2 separate regions of the Anas platyrhynchos genome follow, and region 1 is linked to region 2. A link is a contact called in public Hi-C data. All regions are on one chromosome and are shown on one strand. Each heading gives the region's core, a stretch centred on a gene start, on an enhancer-like site or on the middle of the called end of the contact. The rest is flanking DNA. Distances are from core to core; before and after follow the strand shown. Region 1 overlaps LOC113843132 (a long non-coding RNA gene). Region 2 overlaps LOC140002117 (a long non-coding RNA gene).

Region 1 (3,916 bases), core at 1,285-3,784, 35 kb before region 2:
CCTTGGTCCTCGAAGCCAGCAATGAAAAGAGAGCAAGGAGAAGAAGAAAAAAAAATCCCCTCCATTGCCCATTAGATTTAATTGTGCTTTTTTGTAAGCCTCATAAATCCTGCCCAAATCACGTCATCAAGCCACAGGGAAACTGAAACCTTGCCCAAGGCAGGAGCCAGCAGAGCTGTTCAGACTCGAAGGGTTGCACTTGGGGACAAGCTCAGCGCGCTGCGGTGCTGCCCTGAGCAGGGAATTGTTTGTGGGAGCCTGGGCGAGGGGCGGAAAGGCGGCGGGGAGGGGAGCGGGGGCTCCAGGAGCAGGACCGGGCCCCTGCCCTGCCTTGTTCCTCCGTGGGTGCCAGCAGAGCCGGGAGAGGAAGAGCAGCACGCGGAGAGGCAAAGCAGACATCCTCACCTCCGCCCCCGAGGAGGCCTTCAAAGGGCTTTTCCTCTGGAGGGGGGAGCCGGAAGGGAGGAGCGGGGATCCGCGCTGGGAAGGGCCCTTCCAAGCTCCTTATTTTTTCCTTTGGGCATGGGACGGGAGGAGGGGGGGAGGATTAAAACATGAAGGCGTCTGCACTGAGCTCTCAAGGGCTTTCCTCCCCTTCTCTCTTGCGGTGCTTTGTTGTGATGTTTCCACATGCAGCTCCCAGCAAGGAAAAGAGGCTTTTGGATCGGGGGAAGAGCATCCTTGTCGGCGCTCTCCTCTGGCGCGTGGTGCTCCCCTGGGACACCAGTGGCGTCTCCCCACAGAAAACAGGGGATCCCCCAGTCCCGGGATGGCCAGAAGAGAGCAGGAGAGCAGGGTTTGGCCTGAAGCAGTGGCTGGCCCTACACAGGGCATGTTTATTGCCCACGGAGGACAGATGTGCTGTCACCTCCTGCAGCCCTGCAATATACGCCCTACGGCTATAGGTAAAGGTAACCAGCGGTGCTTAGTCACCCACCTAAGGACTGCAGCAGAAGCCAAAAATGGTTGCTTATTTTCACTTGGCTTTTTTTTTTTTTTCTCCCCAGCTGAAATATGTGTAAAAAGCATAAGAGGATAAGGATCCCCCTGCCAAGCTTCGTGAGGAAGCCCCTGAGCTCTGCCACGTCCCGGCGCCCTGACCTTTACGTTCAGCCAGGCTTTACTCAGCCTCATCATTATTTTGGCTGCGTTTTTGCTGCAGAGGAATGCAGGTGTTTCCTCTGTTCCCACCAGTGTGCCCATGCTCTGATTTCTGAGAGGCCGGGGAGGCTGCTCATGCGTGTCGTGTCGTGCTCAAGGAGGCATCTGAGGAAAATGTGGATGCAGTTCAGGCAAATGACCAGGGGAACGATGCATTTGCATGCACTTGCATGTGAGTGTAATTTAGGCAGGCAACGTGTTGAGTTTGCTTGAAAATCTGGCCCATGTTTTTCCATTTCTGATTTTCTTTTTTCCTTAAGATAAAAAAAAGGCAAACACCTTGTTCTTTCATTTGGTCTGCAATAACCCGAGCTGGTTCCCTTGGAAAGCTTATTTATTCTCCTTGGCTGCTGAAGTGGATGCTGAATTTTGAGCATCCTGAGAAGAGACGGTGCGCAGATGGGATTCTTTGTTGCTGAAGTTTTTGTTGGACAATTATAAGGCTCATTTATATAGCTGTTTATATATTAAAATTGTTGGGTTGCCTGGGGCTACGGATAAGCGCTCCTTGTTTGACATATCTCTAAATAAATATAAAGGCACATTATTAATGGATACAGCTTTAAAAGCAAACACCCAGAGATGCACTTACAATAAGGGGAGGAAAAACCAAGGTTACATCATGTTGCTAGAAGCCAACTGCTTTGTTTTCTAAAATGTTTCTCTGTAGGACACAGATGATTTTTTGACTCATTCAGTGTTTGAGCATCCAAAAAGTCTCATGGTTGTTCCAGAATTCTTTCAACAGCATCCCGAATGGCATTAACAGACAGTTACACTATTTCACTGCCCAGCTTATCCCTTCCCCATGATGGACTCATGTTTGTCAGGGAGCTTTGGGAAGGAATATTCTGTATTTCTGAAGAGCGGTGTCCCTGCTGAGGCAGGACTCGGCTTTTTGGGGGCTTTTCAATCCACATCATTTTGCGATCTCAAGATGCGTGGCTGTCCCTGGGCTTGTGCAAATGAAAGTGCACCTCTGGGTGAGCACCAGGAGTCACCAGGAGGCTGAAGCTAGTTATGGCTGGCACAAGGAAGCATCTCCTAAGTTCACAGGGAACCATTTTTACTGGCAATCATGAACTTGATTGTGTGCTTTCTGCCACCCCTGCTGCACTCCTTCTCTGGAGGATGGTGTTTTCTTCCTCTTCCTCCTTCTCTCCTCCTCCTCCTGTGTGAGTCCGCCTCTGCTAACATCCAGCTCGGATGCTGAGAAAAGCCTGAGAACGGCAGCAGGGCACAAGCCCTCCAGCAGCCCTCTAACAGCATGGTGAAAGCTCCTGTGCCTCCTCGAGTGCTGTTTGTTCAGACATTGCCTCCGGTGTCCTGGCCAGGCTCCAGGGGGTTTTGCAACTCCACCTTCCAGCCATGCAGGGCTCATCCTGAATTCCTCTGGTCTCCCTCCCGCGGGCAGCTCTCCGTCAGCAGTGGGACGGCTCTCCTGAGATGAGGGACCGGACCTGGCTCTCCTCTGCGTGCTGCCAGCCCTTAGCTGTGACCCTCCTGTCGGACAGCCGCTCACCGCACGGGTCCCCACATGCTCAGGGGGCTTTGCCATGGTGCCCCCTCGGTGTACTCCTCAAGCAGGCGTGAAAAACTGCCCGGTATCAAGTTGGCCGTGTTTAACTTTTGGGTGCTTTGGTGACTTGCAGTCCTCCACTGCACGGAGGAGCTCTGGGGAAGGATGAAGGACACACAAGTGTTGGAAGCGCAGAGGCAGAGGATAAAAGGGCAGGCTGGGCTGATCAGGATCCAGCCAAAAAAATCTCCAAAGCAGCAAAACAGAGATGGAGAAAGGGTTGCCAGTGAGTCAGGGGGAAGGAACGGCAGCATTGTCTCTCGTTTGAGCAAAGTCTGTAATGGAAGAAGACTGAGTGCCAGGGAACTAATATCCCTCTGCAGCGATTGTTTGATCCTTCCCTTCCCCTCCAAAAAAGCAAGTTGCTGCTGGCTGGCTTGCAAGTAGAAAAACCCAGTCCAAGAAATAATCGAGTCTCTTGTGCCAATAAGCGCATCTGTCGGTGTGTCAGTGTTGATCCTTCTTCAGTACATGCCACATGCTCGTTTCTTTACACAAGATGGGCTAGAAGGGCCATTAACTAGATTAGGAATTCTAAGGCACAATTAAAAAACATGCTGCCTCTTTGCTTTAATCTTCCCTCCTTTCGCTCCCAGGCTTGTTTTCATGCCGGCCTGACACAGTCCTCAGTTGGCTGGCGGCGGGAGGCTATCATTGCACAACCCTGGCTGGTTTCTGAGCTGTGCAACACCCTGCAGCACCTCGGCAGCAGCACGCCGGCCCGCCAGGCTCTCCAGCAAAGGAGTAACCCCACCGGCTGGCAGAGCGAGAGCCGCATTTACCACCCGGGGGGGAAGAAGGTGTGAGCAGGAGAGGCTCGGATGGGCAGGAGCAGCCCTGCTGGGAGCCCTCCCGATGCCCCGAGCAGCATCTGGTGGCATGGGGGGCCGGCAGCCTGCTCGCTGGCACGGGGAGCTGCTCCTTAATTGCTGTGGCGTTGTGCAAATGCGGTGGGAATTTCACAGAGGACATAGCGTATTCTAAGATGATTGTTTTTATTCCTCGGGTAAGTGTTTTCCTCAAGCAGAACAGCATTTATTACTGTTATTAATGGCCTCACCGGTCCTCGTGCTCGTTCTGAATCTTTATGGCTACTGTCCTTGTACAACGCTGAAGGTACACAGACCCGATCCGGGACTGCCTGCATTGCAAACAGGTTAAGGGTTTGATTTTTGG
Region 2 (3,873 bases), core at 105-2,604:
CTTAGAGAAGACAATTAGTGGGTTTTAAGCACATGCTGGCAGCACTGCTTGCAGCACTGCTTCACCCAGTGTCATCCGTGTTGTGCACGCTCTCTTCCCCTCTCGTGGGTTTGAATGATTTTTTCGTGGCCGTGTGGCTGGGCTGCCCTTTGTTTTGTGGCTGTGGGGACGGGCTTGTCCACAGTGCACTGCAGAGGCGGAGCAAGGTGGGGGGAGCAGAGTGTCTGCTAAAATGTCACCTCCTGCCTCAGTGGGTGTATGGCAGTGGGAAGGACGGCTGATAGCCACCTGCAGTGCTGGGAAGTGGTTCCTCAGTACCGAGGGGCGTCCCCGCAGGCTCTGCTGCGTGTGCTGGGGCAGCCTGTGTCAGGCAGGAGGTCAGGCTGGGTGCTGGAGCAGCCAACCTGAGTCACTTGCTCCGTAACCTCTGGTCCCCGTAGGCAAACGGTGATGAGGCAATGCTCGGTGCTGCTGGCTGTGAGCCATGGCAGTGCTGTGCCACAGCAGAAGGCCTGTGCTCCGTGCTGCTGTGTGGTGTGGAGAACAAGGCAGGCTGCTTCTTCTCTTAGACCAGGCATGAAATCGATAGTTTGAAGCCAAGATGAATGTCAGTGCAAGTCAGATGTTATGGACCTCAGCAGACCTGAGTTTGATTTAGTATCTTAAATTCAGGCATCGATCTGTTCTGGCCCTTGTTGTAGTTCGTGCCCTGTTCACTCTTTGGATAGAGTGGGTAGACTGAGATCATCCCACTTTACCACTACAAAGAGGGCACAAATATGAAGCTTTTCATCCTCAACATCCAGAACAGGCTTCTGTGTGTTCAGATGTCTTGAAACCCAGCTACAATCTGTTGTTGGATTTGCAGAATGACAGGCTTACTGCGCTTTCTAAAACCCAATACCCAAGCTCTACATTTTATCATGGTTTTTATTACCTATCTTAAAAGTGGGATTTTTAAGTCACATTGAAGTAAAGCTTCAATTACATCCTGTTAATAAGTAATCACTTAATTATGACCTAGTGCAAGATCCTACCCCACCAAAGACTGGTGTTTAGAGGATTATGCCTGCAGGGATGAGGACAGTTTAGTTTCAGAGCTGTATCTCCTTGGAGTGACTGTTCCTGATGGATTGTGAACAAAATTGTATTGTGAAATATATGTCCTTATTGGAGTTGCTGTTAACTTCATAATTGCTCTGTAATTACTAAAGAGAGAGTATCTTGCACTTCTGACAGCCAGGTGCACGTATTGCTTAATCTGTCTCCATTATTGACTTGGCTCAGTTCCTGCGGGTGCTTTCCTATTTTCTTTCAGTTGTGCAATACCAAAACTGACTAAACGGCGCTTCTGCTGTTTTGTTCCTGCTTAGGAGCTAACAACAAGAGCAAATAGAGGTGAAGTTCAGAGAAACTGGAGAGGGTGCCTGCTGCTGGAGGGAGCAGGGCCTGGTCAGCCCTCCTGCCCACATGGGCTGCTGCAGCTTGATACGAGGTGACAAGATGGCTGCTGGAGGAGAGGTGGAGGGTCTGCCTCCTGGACAGCTTCTCATGGGAGTTTGGGCTTTAAACAAAGGTTTATCTCACTGTGATCAAGAGTGGGACAGCAATGAGGGTAACAGTGGGTTCTCAGCAGCTTCAGGAGTGCTTCCTGCCCTGGGAAGTGCTATCCCTGTCCTGTAGTATACTGGCTCCGAGCTTGTGCTAAAACATCGTGGGTTGCCAGGTTTTCCTGAGGCTGGGGGATACTTCAGTGGCCTGGGCTACATGCACTGGCATCCTACTAGAGTCTTATGAAAGGGCTTCTTGGTGTAATCAAGCAGCAGATAAGGCTGGGGAGAGAGAATGAGAACCTAGCTCCTCTCCCATTGGCACTCTTTGAGCACAGAGAGCTGAATGCATGAAAGTTTTTAACTGTTTTCACTTGCATGTAAAGAACACATTTATTCCTCTGGAGAAAAAAAAAAAGAAAAATATTTCTGGACTACATGACCAAGGAACAGCAATCTCACGGGAGTACTGTCACGTTTTGGCTCCCCAGCAGAGCAGAAAGCAGTGGAACAGCTCACTCCAAGTGCAGCATACTTGTCAGGTGTGTACCACCCATGCAAGGCTTATGGAGCCCAGGGGTGCTGTTGTTAGCCCCCAGCTGTGGGGGAACACCTGCCCAGCTCCCTGGTGCCCCTGTGCGCAGGCTGCCATGAGCGTGTTTGCTCTGCTCCTGCACCTGGGGCTGTGTCACTGCCCTTGTGCTCTGCTGTGATGGGGAGGTGGGTCCACCTTGGGATGCAGAGACAAACTTTCAGGATGTTTGTGTCACCTTTCCCTTTGGTGATGTCTCTGAGGTCACACGGTGCCAGCATATTCTCCTGTTCCTTGTCCTAATGGGCTAAATGTGTAGAAATGTCTGCCCTGCCTGTTCTCAGTTGTCTGCTTGTCCATGCAGGGTAGGCAAGGCAGAAGACTTTCTGCCTCCTTGAGCTAGTAGGAGTGCACTTCGTGTTATAATAGGTGAGCTTTTTGGTTGCTGCAGCTCCCCTTTTCCCATTTCCTCTCTCATTACTACCTATTTTCTGCTGAGGAACTTTTTAAACATGAGACAAAGCAAAACAGACTTGTTTCGGGCGGCATTGCACAAGAGCAGAAGGGGGAATTTTTTTTATTTCAGTAAACAGTCGAGCCTTCAAGGCCTTGCAGTCGGTGCAGTTCTAGGAAACACTTTAAACCGGAGAAGGATATGAGACTTTGTGACTCATGCTTTTTATAGATTACCAGTTTCACAGCCTTGGAGGCTGATAACCCCAGAGAGCAGGTGCAGCAAGCGTGGTGTGGAGGCCTCACCATGCAGGCAGGTAGCTGCAGTGCAGACATGGGGACCTGTGGCCTCACGTGTGAGGATGCCCTCATCCTCCCAACCTCTGCTGCTGCTCTGGGTGTTAGCTGCCATGCTGGCTTTGGGATTTGGACTGGACACATGCCTGTGTTGGGCTGGTGGGACCAGAGGGTGACTACATGCACCCTGATGTGAAACTGTAGGCTTAGAGGGAGCAGGAAAAAAAAGGCTGTTTGGGGAGGCTGGAGGCTATAAGGAGGGATCTGGGCAGAAGCAGCTGCTTGCCACAGGGTGGGGAAAAAAATCAGTTTCATGTACCCACAGGCATACATCCTAACAGGGATGAGAGCATGTGGGGTAGGCACTGGGCTCAGCGTGCTGGGGCTGGAGGGAAGCTCTGCGTGCAGCCCATTTTGTGCACAGTGTTATTGCTGCTGCACCTTTGCTCCCAGTAGATTTATGGCTTCTCATGCAACTTTTGCCAGTAAATGGAAGTGGCTTGATTGGGAAGTGGAAGAGATGCAAATGCAGCATGACTGCACTTTATTAGATACAGTTGCAGGACAGCTAATGGTTCAGCTTGGGATTAATGCTGGAATCTAAGTGCAACTCTGCAGTAGTTCACAACATAGTCATTTTTGGAGCTACAAAACCTTCTTTTCCCTTGGTTGTGGCATGCTCCTGCATGTTGTCCCTTCAGATACCATGTGTCCAGGTGCTTTCTACACAGATGCAGAGAAAATGTTAGGCCTACTGCTCCAGGAAAACAGCCCGGACCTCTGCATCTGCTATCAGCCAGATGGGAATCGGCTCCTTTATGCCTGTTTCTGTTTTAGTCTCCTCCTGAGAGTGTTTTCCCCCAGATGCTTGGTTCTCACTGGAAACTTTCATGTGGGAGCATTGTTTTTAAAGGGCTCTGATAAGTGTGATCCCACAGCTGGGCTGAGTGCTGGCACGAGGCCCCCCTGGGCACGATGCCCCATGCTGTGGGGTGCTGCTGGCCCAGTGCACCTTGTGGTGCTGATTCTGGGGTGCAGCTT

Evidence for each region. A called contact is a pair of places that touch in the nucleus more often than the background predicts.
Region 1: a contact with region 2 is called in a Hi-C map of skeletal muscle, with 3 times the contacts expected there. The contact joins two enhancer-like sites. A contact is called at or near these places in 3 of 8 Hi-C or Micro-C datasets (liver, skeletal muscle and subcutaneous adipose tissue).

The regions. Positions count from the first base shown.
Region 1 is chr3:26,903,054-26,906,969 of IASCAAS_PekinDuck_T2T, reverse strand. It overlaps LOC113843132 (a long non-coding RNA gene), which reads left to right. Exons shown (of 3, transcript XR_003496167.3): 1 at 1-905; 2 at 1,008-3,746. Among named protein-coding and RNA genes, the nearest start is that of TOMM20, 59 kb to the left of the region's middle. Within about 2 kb of position 2,534, at least 2 of the 8 cell types and tissues checked have an H3K27ac peak or open chromatin away from gene starts, as enhancers often do.
Region 2 is chr3:26,866,947-26,870,819 of IASCAAS_PekinDuck_T2T, reverse strand. The region is part of intron 1 of LOC140002117 (a long non-coding RNA gene); the gene reads left to right. Among named protein-coding and RNA genes, the nearest start is that of IRF2BP2, 78 kb to the right of the region's middle. Within about 2 kb of position 1,354, at least 5 of the 8 cell types and tissues checked have an H3K27ac peak or open chromatin away from gene starts, as enhancers often do.